Regions from separate parts of the Callithrix jacchus genome. Here region 1 is linked to region 2. The links are chromatin contacts, called in public Hi-C maps. All regions are on one chromosome and are shown on one strand. The core of a region is the stretch at or near the end of the contact, and the rest is flanking DNA. Distances in the headings are between cores, read along the strand shown.

Region 1 (5,945 bases), core at 2,974-5,473, 62 kb after region 2:
CACTTGCAGCCTGGAGTGGGTGTCTCTCTGCAAACCTGTGCCACCTACTTGTCCTGCTCATTTGCCTGTCTTGTCATTGTAATGCACATGGTCTCTTTCATCTTCACGGCCCCAGCATAGACCTGGAAGTGGAACATGCACAGTAAATGAATGGAGCCTTCACAGATCTGTTGAACGACATTTGATCTCTTATGTGGCTGGCTTGATGCGCTTTCCACTGAGGTCATGTGCATTTCTCTCATCCTATCCCGGCTCTCACCACCCATAGCCAGTCTGAAGTCAGGTGGAAAAGTTGTGGAGTGTTGGAAAAAGCAGTGGGTGGTGGAGCAAGTGGGGGTTGGGGGGACGGTGGGGGACACGACTCCGCCTTGAAGGCCCTGCCAGCTGTTCCATAGCGGCCTGGCTGGCCCCTTCCTAGGCAGCCTCTTTGTCCTCACAGCATCTTTCCAAGGTCAGCACGCTCTTTCTCGATGAAAGGGGACATGGCTGAGCCCTGACTGTGTGCCCACCTGTGTTCCAGAAGAACCTGCACTTGATGTAACAAAGCAGAAAGTTCTTGGGTCCTTTTCTTTCCTTTTCCTTTCTAAAATTGTATAATAAACACATAAAAGTAAAAAAGATTTACAATACCTTACAACAAATGACAGACATTATGTATTCCCTCGCTACTGGCTGGCTGTTTTGGTTTTTCTATTGACACGTTGCTCTTGAGTGGTAGGAAAACACCATTTTCCCTGTGAGTCTGTCGTTAGTTCCCCACTGTTTCCTTTAGTAATAATACACTGTATTTTAGAAGATTGAGAGTTCAGAGCACTTTCCCCCTCATCATCTCACCTGGTTTTAATTCTCATCTACCTCATGAATAGGGCAGGGATCACCCCGTTTACAGAAGAGGAACCAGAAGCTCCAGAAAGAAGCGGCAATCAGAAGGAATCAGCGGCAGCAGGAGGACGTCCATCTGAATTTCCCCGTTGTGGACATCAACAAATCTCATCCTTTCAGTTACATTTGTTGATTTGGTTGATCTCATCAGAGACCATCATCTAAAGAGTCAGTTGCATTTAGGTTATGGCAGAATGTTCTGTTTGTGGACACAGTAAGCTGAGGGGGTGCCTCTGGGCTCAAGGGAAATGCCGCTAGAGGGCAGGAGGCAGGCTCATGCTGCCCACGCCTTAGCTTGTCTGCAGGGGCAGGCATGTGGCAGGCGCCAGTCCCCGAGCATGGGCGCTGGGAAATTTCACTTCCTAACACATCTCTTGCGAAAAAGGAGTTGGGTGGTTCTGAAGGGAAACCAGGCAGTGGAGGCAGAAGCAGGGAAATAGAGCCCAAGTGCATCTGTGAGTGTAGCTATGGGTGCGGTGTGCAGCTGGCTTTGAAGCGCTTAATAGTCTACACCAGGATTTCTTAAACGGGAGTCAGAGGATTGCTTCAAGTGGGAGAGGGACAGAGATAACAAAAAAACAAAAAAACAAAAAAAACCCCACACCAGATTCTCAAAGGGCTCCATTCACGTCCTCCAAAATACTGAGAATTCACTCTTTAGTAGGAATTCCACGAATAAAGGGATAACGTATGACATTTGAAGTGAGGCTGTCCCTTATCATCCTGTTTGTTTTCAAGGTAGCCTCACAAAATCACATGGCGTCCCCTGCCACCCTTCAAATCCACCCTGGCATTCAGGACGCTGCTATTCTCTGCTTGGAAGGGTCCTCGCCTGGCACCGAAAACTCCCATTGTTTACCAGAATCTGACTCAAACCTCACCTCTGTGTGGTGCCTTCTTAGACTCCTGGGAAGACCTGGGCGCCCTCCTCTAAGCCTGCCCAGCACCCACTCTGCCTCGAACACTTGTGTGTCCCGTGGTGACTTGCTTACCTGTCACTGTGTTGGAACACCTTGCTGGATTCATTTCCCCATCCCCAGCACTGATCTCTGTGCCAGGTTCACAGATGTCCGTAGATTGCTGTGTGATTGACAGTCTGGAAGCTGGGCTATTAAGGGCAGTTGTCCAGCCAAATCTGAGTGGAACTGGGTCAGGATTTAAAGATGTGGTTAGTCTGATTCACACAGACTCTGTAAATGTCATTGATGATTATCACTGGCATTTGGATGGGGTGGTCCCTGTGACCACAGGGCAGAATATTCAATTATTCAGCACTTCCTGTATGCAAAGCACTCTACCGGATCCCATGGGTAGGGGGAAGTCTCACAGAGGATGAAGACATTGCCCCTTCTTCCAGGAGATGTTTAAATTCTATTGATTGGGTTAAGTTCATACAAAATTCAAAGTTTTTAGCCTTGGTCTCATGATCAGACCAGCCAGCTTGGGTCAGAAGTGTTTTGTGCTTAGATACTCTCACAGGTATGCTTTGTATTCTCAAACTGAACATCTGGTAACACAGCTCAATTGGCAAGATAATCAGGTTTCTTTTCTTAGGTCTTTGGAAGGAGAACAATTGGATACTATGCGTGGGATCTTTGGCCAATTACAGATAGTAGCCCTTGAAAGCACTGGAGAGACCTGGGCCCTAACATGGGGGAAAAGGTTGGAAATTCATCGATGGGAGTGGAGGTTAGACATATTTTAATTTCATGTGCTGTCTTGAATACTGTGTACCCCGGCGGCTTCTTTACTCAAGATTTACAATCATTTGATTCTTCTATTAACTAGATTCCCATTCAAGATTTTCTGATTCTCCTCTACTGTGGATATTAGCTTAGAAGAGATCATTAGAGTCCATATATAATTTTTGAAATCTTTATTTGAAGTTTTAACTGCTAAAAATGATTATTAAAATCATAGTGTGTAGATTCAGATATGTGGTTCCCAGATAGAAAATTTAAGCCATCTCGAACCACACATCTTCCCCCCTGCCCCCCGAGATGGAGTCTCACTGTGTCGCCCAGGCTGGAGTAAAGTGGCATGATCCCAGCTCACTGCAGCTTCTGCCTCCTGGGTTTAAGCAATTCTCCCTGCCTCAGCCTCCTGAGTAGCTGGGATTACAGGTGCTGGCCATCATGCCTGGCTAATTTTTGTATTTTTTAGTAGAGATGGGGTTTTGCCATGTTGGCCAGGCTGGTCTTGAACTCCCGGCCTCAGGTGATCAGCCTCCCAAATGCTGGGATCTTGGGAAGTGAGCCACTGCGCCGGGCCTCTAACCACACATCTTAAAGGGCTTCTGTGGGCACCTCCACCTCCTTGTGAGACACGGGAGTCTCTTCACGAGAGCAGTGGCTTCCCCAGGTAACAAATACAGCCTGAGGGCACCGTGGTCCGGCCCAGACACACTGGCCTTCCTTGAGGCCTCGGGCATTGCTTAGACCTTCAGCCAAGTCTCTCTCCGTTTGGAGAGCTTGGGAAAGTGGTTTTTATCTCCTAATAAAGAAAATAAGTTCCTATAACTGCCTCAGAGATTCCATTATCTCCTTTCATCATCATCAGCCTCCTCGACGCCCCCAGGCCGGCTGACCGCAGTTAGGTCCCAGATGAGGAGGCTTCAAGCAAGGCCCCAAGCGCACAGCGCTGCAGGCTCCGCCCTCTCTGCGCTCCTCTTCCTTCCCCTCCTTCTTTCCTCTCTTCTGGATCTGGATCCCCCACAGCTGCTCAGTTACCCAGAGCAACTGCCGCGTGTCAGCTCCCCCACTCCGGGGTGACGGTGCCTGCAGAGGACGAGGCTGTGTCTGCAAATGTCCCCCCCCCCCGCCCCCAGGCCTTTCTCCCTCTCCCACCGCTCCCCGATTCCTTCACAAAAGTCACATCACAGCCTGTAACACAAAGGCTGATCGGATGTGTGGACAACAGCTCTATAACCTTAATTCTCGAACGATGCGAGGCAGCCAGGGAAGACCGTGTCAGCCATCCACTGCTGTGGCTCTGCGGAAATGCTTCCAGCAGAAACAACCTGTCCACACTGCGGAGCCTTCCTCGGGAGGGAGGTCCCAGCGCGGCTAGTTTTTGCGCCTCCGAAGGGGGCAGTGCGCCCTCTGCAGGGAGCCTGTGGCTCTGCCGCAGCCGGCGAGCCTCCAGGGTGAGTCAGTGACCCTCCTGCGCATGCCTCGGTGGATGAGCGCTCTCTTGTCCTCGGCAGCCTGGAAAGGGGACTTTGTGCCCAGGGAGTGGGGACTGGGGCAAGGGAGAGGCTGCAGTGTTATGACAGGGATGTCCTCCTTTCCTGGAGGTCACTTTGGGTTTGACCGTGTGCTATCGGCTGCCTGGCATGGTTTCTGATTTGCTCCTCCCTGAGGAGCCTTGGTTGTGCTGTTTCAAGCTTATCTAACCCTAACTCATGCAAAGACCCGAAGCCCTGGCATCCTACAGGGGATCCCAGTCTTTCTCATTATCTGTGCTACCCACTTCCAGAGTCTCCCTGGGATAATCGCTCATCCACTTCCTAAGATGGGTTTGATGAATGATGCAGTGTGGCCATGGTGAGGGCGTCTGGCCTGCGGCAAGTGTCTAGTCGCTGGCTCAAGCTTTCGTTCGGCCCAGTGCTGTCTGAGTGAGAGCCTTAGGGAGAGATGTTAGTGCTTATCCAGTTTGGGCCAGTTCAGCAAAGAAAACTTTAAACTTAAACAATCCTCTTAGATGACTACCTTTTGCTTTTGTGAATGCCCCCACCCCCACCCCCCGCCCGCCGCCCCACCCCCCAGCTCTGTGGTTGTTTTGGAGTACACCCACATGATGCCAAAAATACCCTGGTGATTCAGTGAAGAACCTGATGCTCTGTCCCTGGGCTGCCACGTGTCTGAGGACAAGCTGGGTGCTCCTCACGCCTGCACAGCTCCTCTGGGCAGCAGGCTTATACGCTGCTGCTGTGATGTAAAATGCCCTAGAGACGAGGTCAGCCAGGTAGGCTGAGGTTAGGCCTCTGCTCATGGAGATGCTCAGTGCCCTAGTGGGCTCCCTGGCAGCGGTTCACCGGGGTGGGTTTTCACCTACTTCATATGTGGCTGCGCCTTCCCTAAAATCTTGTCCAGTCCAGCAGCTGGCACTGAGGAGCAGCTCTGAGCCAGGTTCCTGAGCTGTGGGAACAAACGAAGCAGGACTGATCGTTGTCTTGCTTGGTGGGAAACAGTGGCTGCACTTAGGGCACTCACGTAAAAAGCGTGTCCCTAACGGAACTGAGAAACCCAAATTGTCTCCTTGTCATCCTCTGCTCTGCTGCACTGCCTGGAAGGGAGTGGCTCGTAAACTCGGAATAAATATATTTATCAATGAGGTCCCAACGCTCGGACCAACAGTGAATGGCTAGGGACGCCTGGTTGGATGATAACAAGACAGTTCCAGCAGAAGGGGGCGGGCTGTGGACCCTTCTGAAGCTTCAGTGGTTGAACTATGATTCAACTGAAAACATCAGTCCATTTTTGCACTAAGCGAAAGCAGTAGTTGTGCAAATCATTGTACTCACACTGGCCAAGGAACCACCAAGGGGCCGAAAAGGACAGGGCGGAAAAGCTCCGTCCCCAGCTCCCTCCCCTTCTCTTGGCCTGCTTGGTGTGATTGGGACACTTGATTTCTGGGCCTCCCATGTAGCGACCCTAACTCTGAACACTGGCTGTGTTTACAGCCCTTCATGTGTGGTGATTTGACAAACCAGTGAGCAACGCTGTGACTTCATTTCTGGAAAGTGAATATCACCAGTGATTTCTCAACAGTGTCCAGCTGTGTTTACTTTAACACACCTTGTTTTCCGTTTTTATTGACAACGGCTACAGAACTCTGCCATTTGCTCTGAGTTAATGAGAGGGCATCTGTTGCATCCCATTGTGCTTGGTCAACATCTCACACACTGTTTACTCCGACTCTATGGGCAATACGGAATCTCCAACAGATAATGGAAGAGTTGCTTCTTTCCAGACTGGAGTTGGTTTCGTGCAGAAGTGGAGAAGTGAGCATCTTCCCTGGCACCTGTGAATCAGGTCTTCCTGGCTTGGGTTATTGGAATT
Region 2 (6,063 bases), core at 3,474-5,973:
TCCCAAATTCCTACACTTCGCTGATTAGCCTCTGTTAAAGTTTCAGGTCTGATTTGATCTCATGCCTTTTTGAACATCTTACATTTTTAGACTTCCCTACCTCTGGGATTTGTGAGTACTGAAGTTCACTTTCTACTTTTTGAAGAAAGATTTCCTTTCATTTGGCTAAAATTAAAATTTAAAAGTCCAGAGCACCCCCTGGTTTTTATTCTTGGAGTGGATGAGCAATTCTACTCGGATTCCCTAAACATCACAATTCTTGTGAAACAGGGATCAGGAAGCATTTAGACAGTTGTATAAAGAATCAAAAGACAGAGGCGATGAGGACCTGGCAGTCTCTGGTGACTTTGATGACTTACTCTTTCAGGGCCTCGATTCTGTCCTCCTCGTCCTGCGTGTCCAAAGCGCCCATCCACTCCTCAAAGAGGTCGCTTGAAAGTAGCTTCCGGGGGATCCTTCTGAGGAAGTCCTGGGGGATGAGAGCGGGCTGTTGGCCTATCGGTACTGTATGATGTCCCATGTCCTCATTTTCACCTGGTTTTTGTTCCATCGCAGGGTGCTGTATGCTTAGCCTATCATAGATTGTGCCCCTTCCTTCCTGCATTTGATTAATCCAGGGGACCCTCTCTCCAACTCCCCTGGCCTCTCTGCAACTTTCTAACATCAAGCAGAGTCAGAGGCACCATCCCCAGGTGGGTGTGTTCTGAGGGGCCACTGGATTTTGGCATATGGATTCTGCCATGGGACAAGCAAACTGCCCTTACTTGGTGAAGTTTTGGGAGAGCAGAATGCTTCACTTTCTGTTTGAATCTGAGGTCACAGAAACAGAGGTACTAAAAAAATAAATAAAGGGCTTAATGAAAATAATTAAACTCCCATATCAGTGTACCTTGCTGTGTGGGGAGAAGAGCCTATTTCTTGCATCCTGAGAACTAGCATGTCAGGGCAAATAACCGTGGCAGGTTATTTGGTGCCGAGTGTGTTGAACTCACCTTAAAGACCACAGCGAGGAGGTGAACAGGGAGCCTTTCCAGATCCACTGTGCCCCCGGAGTTGAGCTCCTCCTTCAGCTCCTTGCGGGCTTTCTCATTGGCCGCTTTCCTGAATATCCCTTCGGTTGAAGGGCCTTTAAGGCACAGAATAGTGAGAATGTCCTAAAGGAAACGGGGATAGGAAAAGGAAAGGTTTACTCTTGGTCCGAAGACACACCCTGCGCTGCTGCTAATGGATGAATATCTATGCCTAGGTTGCAGACAGAATTAAAATAATACATGAACAGTCTCCAACTTTACTTGTCATGAAATGTCCTCTCCCTAAAAGTTAGTTATCTTCTCTAGTATACTAAGATAGTCTTAACAGGAATATTAATGTCAGATTTTGCTTTCAGTCCTGTTGCTATCAATGACCTTCCTCAACCCTGCAATTTTTCTAAGAGGTGGCAAATTGTGAAAACTCTAATTTTGCACTTTCTAAAATCACTTTGGACTTCTCTCCTTTAAAATACTTCTATGTGAACACTGGATTTTGGGTCACAAAGTCTATACTCTATCTCCCCCTTTTGGCTTTTCAGAAGCTACAAATCTTCAGCATCCTTCACTTTGTGAAGGCAGAGAAATGGAGGGACCATCGCTCTGAGCTCATTGGTAAATACAGCTGATTTCTGTAACGGAAGCAGTCAGATATTCTTCTGACTGCGTGCGTATGTGGGAGCGCCATGTCCAAGAGGGGAAAATATGGCAGATCAGTCCCTACAAACTCAGTAGGAGAATGATATTCAGATTTCCTAAGTATTTTGCATGTCCAATTGAAGACTGAAGTAGGTTTATGAGATAATGCACACCTACCTGGATGGGCCTGGGGAGTGTGTCACTGTCACCACAAATAATTGACAAGGGCTGATCAAATAGCGATGCTTTCAAGTCGGTTTCCAAAGCCCCAGAAAAGTCAGATGCAGGGGAGAGCCTTCTCATGAGAAAGGGCCAGGAGAGCACCTTCTTTCTCTTCTTAACTTCTACAGCCAAGAAAACAAGGCAATGAGAAAAATTAGATTACAATATTAATATGTAAAGATCCAGGTAAGAAAATGGGTATCGCTGGCCTCATAATGTGGTCTAGAGTATGCCATGTGAGAAAAATAATTTTGAAAACTTGAGAAAGAAAAGGGCATGAATCTTAAACTAGAAAACCAACCGATAAACAACCACACTGTTACCAGGGCAACCAGACCCTAAACATCAACACCAGGGTTCCTCAAAGCCTCCACCTTTCCTGTTTTCACCCGTTCCAGCTGTTTGCAGCAGAAAATTAGCAAAACCTAACTGTGCAGATCATAAACAACCATCTTAAACTACTGGCTGGAATAACTACAGAGGCCATTTCTGATATGAAATAGATTATTTTAATTTCCTCCTTTAATTGGTGAGGAAAACGAAACTTAAAAGGCAAGGAAGTGACTTGCTCAACATCTTTTCGAAGGCGCTTAGCAGGGCTAGCCCCAACCCTCTGCAGCCACGCACGAAACAGCCACTAGAGGGAACTAACACCATTCGTTCATCCAGGTGACTGGTCACCTGGGTTTTCCAGGTTGCTGCTTTAGGACAGAGGCAAATACAAATCGCTGTGGGAAGCCTTGAACCTATACCTGGCAACTGGGAATTATCAGCAAAACGTTTTCAAGATATTCTGTCCTTCCAAAATCCACAAGATGTATGTGCAATGGATATCACATCTCAAAAATTTCCTCTTTTCCTTCCTTCTCCGTTTTTACTAATTATAAAGGCTGTGTTTTTCTAAATGCGTTGGCATATGTTCCTGTACATTTTAGATTGGCAAGTGGAAGCTCGATAAGAAAGAAGTGGCCAGTCTTTACGGTTCAGGAGAACTGGGTCAGGGTTACATGATAATAAAAGGCATTCTGAAAAAAATTGAGAGGAATGGCGGGTCCTTTGGGGTTTGAGATCAGCAGCAGTTGCTTCAGAGGCTCTTAGATGCATTCTCCGTAAGAGAAGGAAGAAAACAGAAAAGACACTGTGCGTTTTTCAAACGTCTGCATGCTTTAATTGTCAAAACGTACATGACCAGGAGATTGAACCGCAGGAAAAATCCTTGGCAGAACCGGGGGATTCTCTATGGAGAAGCTCTTTGCTCTCCCAGCACTTGCTGCTCTAGTGAGTTGGAGCATACACGCAATTTAAGGGTTAATGTTCTGCGGTCTTTAACAGAACACTTGTACAAAAAAATTCCTAGTAGAGTAAAAGCGCTGTGGTTTTGCAAACCAAGAACACTGGTTGTTAGCACTTACATAAAACATTGGTATGTTTTCAAAACTCACCAATTAGCTGGCAAATACTGTCTTCACTCTCAGATGACGCCAACAGGGGATGTTCCTTGATATCACCCTAAAATATATTGATTTCTGTTAAAAATAGTGACTGAAGAAACCTCTCCAGTCTTTCCCCATAAAACACACATACAACGTTTTATTCATATTAAAAGTTAAGTCAGTAGATTGCATTGATGTTTTTTCTAGCTTCTAGAAGCAATATTAAAGTCTTGATTGTCATCATATAAGATTCTAATTAATGTGTTTAATTTACTACATATATGATGTTGATTTACTACTCTGATGGTTAATATTCAACCCAAATAATATTCAATTAAAACAGAAAGTTTTTCACTTTCTCACAGTACAGATAAAAAGTTTTAAAAATTACGTCCTTACCTCTGATTGACATTCGATTAGTGTCTCCATATTATTGGCATTTAGTGTTTTTGGCTAAAAGAGAGAAAATAAAATTTGGTAAACATCTTTTGGCTCTTGCCTCTAGGAAATGTGAATGAATAAATGTGAGAGGGTCACTCACAGCATCGTGGCTGCTTCTCAACTTCATCAGCGTTGGGGCGGATGGTCCAGGGGTGAATTTCACTCCCATGCGACTTTGACTGTGTCTGCAATGAATCGTGTGGAAAGGGGTCAGGAGCGACACTCGTAGTAGGTTGGCCACTTTCAGTGCCACTTTGCCAAAGCACAGAGTTTGAAACTACACATTTATTTTCTATTTTTTCAATTGCCTTTACTTTGGAATAAATCTATTACGTAGACAAGTTTTCATTTCAAGTCAGCTCTATGTTACCAGATGTCTTAGGCTGTTAAGAACAGCATCTGAATACAATTATTTCAAAATTATTTAAGCCAACTATCTTCACCATTTTAAACGTTGTTATTCATTTATTCCATTCCTTTCAAGAGATAATCTGGATATCAGTTACATTAACATTTTAAATTAATGTTAATAGTTTTTTGGGAGTGCTCACTGTACGCCAGCAATAGTAATAGGTGCTTTGCATGGATTTTCTCAGCTAATCCAAAAAGGAAAAAAACGTATCCCTGGGACGCTACAATAGTAAACATGAAACGAAGATAACATTTACAGAATCCCTACACCAAAGAGGTGCAGCCTTCACATTGAAGCAAAGCTTTCCGTGTCCTGAGACTTTATAAAGTGAGAGCACATTCCACGGTATAGCTGTTTTCTGTTGCCTATGATCTGAGTGACCTGTGACTTGTCGGGCAGCTTGTAATTTCTAGGCGTGTTAATTTATAGTACTTACCCTTGGAGGGTCTCTAGCCAGAGTTCTTTTACAACCGGTGAGCTGTGGAGAATGGGAGAAACAGCATGACACTCTGCTCCTTCTAGTCCACTGGGAGGGAGAAAGACTGAGCTGGTCTCTCTACACATGCTCTGCATTATAAGCGAGGGGGCGGGCAGGTGGAAATTCAGAATATTACCGAGACCGGAAAGAACATCATGGGCTGTCACACGGACGGAGCCAGCCAGACACTGGAGAGCTCTCACTTCCTCATTCCTTTTAGGGCAGCTCTGTCTTTTTTTTTTCCCTCTTCCATTTCAAAGTAAAAAAATCTGTAAACTAGTAGGAGTGGAAAAGATGACATTCAGCCCACAGGTGAAGGCTGTGATTAATATCACAGGTGGGATGTGTGAACAAGAAATTGTGTTATTCTGGGCATAAACATCACTTTATTTTCTAAAGTGGTAATTTCAAGTGCCTTTATTTACATCCTGTTTGGATGCTGTTTCCCCTCCCATGTGTCATCTGCTCTGTCCACTAGCACCACACATTGATTAGCACTCCTGGATGTGGGACACTGTTACAGAACCAAGAAAGAAACCCGAGACAGTCCCTCCCTTGAGGAACGATCACCATCCAAAGCCAGGTTAGTTTCCTTTGGAAGTAGGAAGAAAGCTCCCTCAAGTCAGCTGTCAGTTTCTCCTTTCTGTAACTCCTGGTCAAAAAATTAACACTTTACAGTCAGAGCAGCTGTAGTTCTGACACGGAAGGAAAACAAACAAAAAATTCCTTTGATCAGACCAATTTGAAATAGGAAGGAGATGGTGAATTTCATGTGTGGATCTCTCCTTCTGTATAAGAGAATTTCTGATCTTTTCTATAGATCAAAGGCTATATATGAAACCACTCAAATGCCTCAGCACGAGAATGGATGCATAAATGTTGGTCCACTCACATAGGAGATGAATGCTATATAGCACTGAGAATGAGCAGCCTGTGACTATATCAGCAATATGGTTGAATCTCACAATATGATGTTGAGGAAAAGAAGCCAGACATGAAAGTGTATATCCTGCCAGTTCCCATTAATGCAAAGCACAAAACCAGCAAAAGTAGCCTGTGCTGTTGGAAGCAAGAGTAGCAGTTTCCCAGAGGGGATGATAGGGACTTCCAGCGGCCAGGGGTGGGCTGGCTTGGTAGTGGTCCATTCTTGATCTGGGTGGTGCTAGGTATGTGCACATTTCCCTATGTGTGTTGTTTTTCAGTAAAAGTTTTAAAATAACTTGGCTTCATTTATGATCAGCATCTTTAATTTTAAGACTTTTCCATATTGTTAATTCTGTTGTCATTTTACTAAAAGGAGGTGATTATGGGGCAGACTTTGGGAAGTGGAAGCACAAAGAGGTAGAAATTTGCTTTGTAACCCAGCTGCTCAGTGGGGACATAGGGACAGATCCTGGTTTTCAGGCTTCC

What was found. Hi-C and Micro-C count contacts between places; a contact is called where the count stands out from the background.
Region 1: a contact with region 2 is called in a Hi-C map of skeletal muscle, with 7 times the contacts expected there. The contact joins the enhancer-like site here to the promoter of TAGAP in region 2. A contact is called at or near these places in 3 of 3 Hi-C or Micro-C datasets (induced pluripotent stem cells and skeletal muscle).

What each region holds. Positions count from the first base shown.
Region 1 is chr4:165,917,773-165,923,717 of calJac240_pri, forward strand. No RefSeq gene overlaps it. Among named protein-coding and RNA genes, the nearest start is that of FNDC1, 49 kb to the right of the region's middle. Within about 2 kb of position 4,224, at least 5 of the 16 cell types and tissues checked have an H3K27ac peak or open chromatin away from gene starts, as enhancers often do.
Region 2 is chr4:165,855,733-165,861,795 of calJac240_pri, forward strand. It overlaps TAGAP (T cell activation RhoGTPase activating protein), which reads right to left and starts at 4,724. Exons shown (of 10, transcript XM_035297090.3): 1 at 4,612-4,724; 2 at 3,864-3,948; 3 at 3,722-3,775; 4 at 3,332-3,398; 5 at 1,845-2,011; 6 at 993-1,154; 7 at 360-469. The coding sequence starts at 3,932.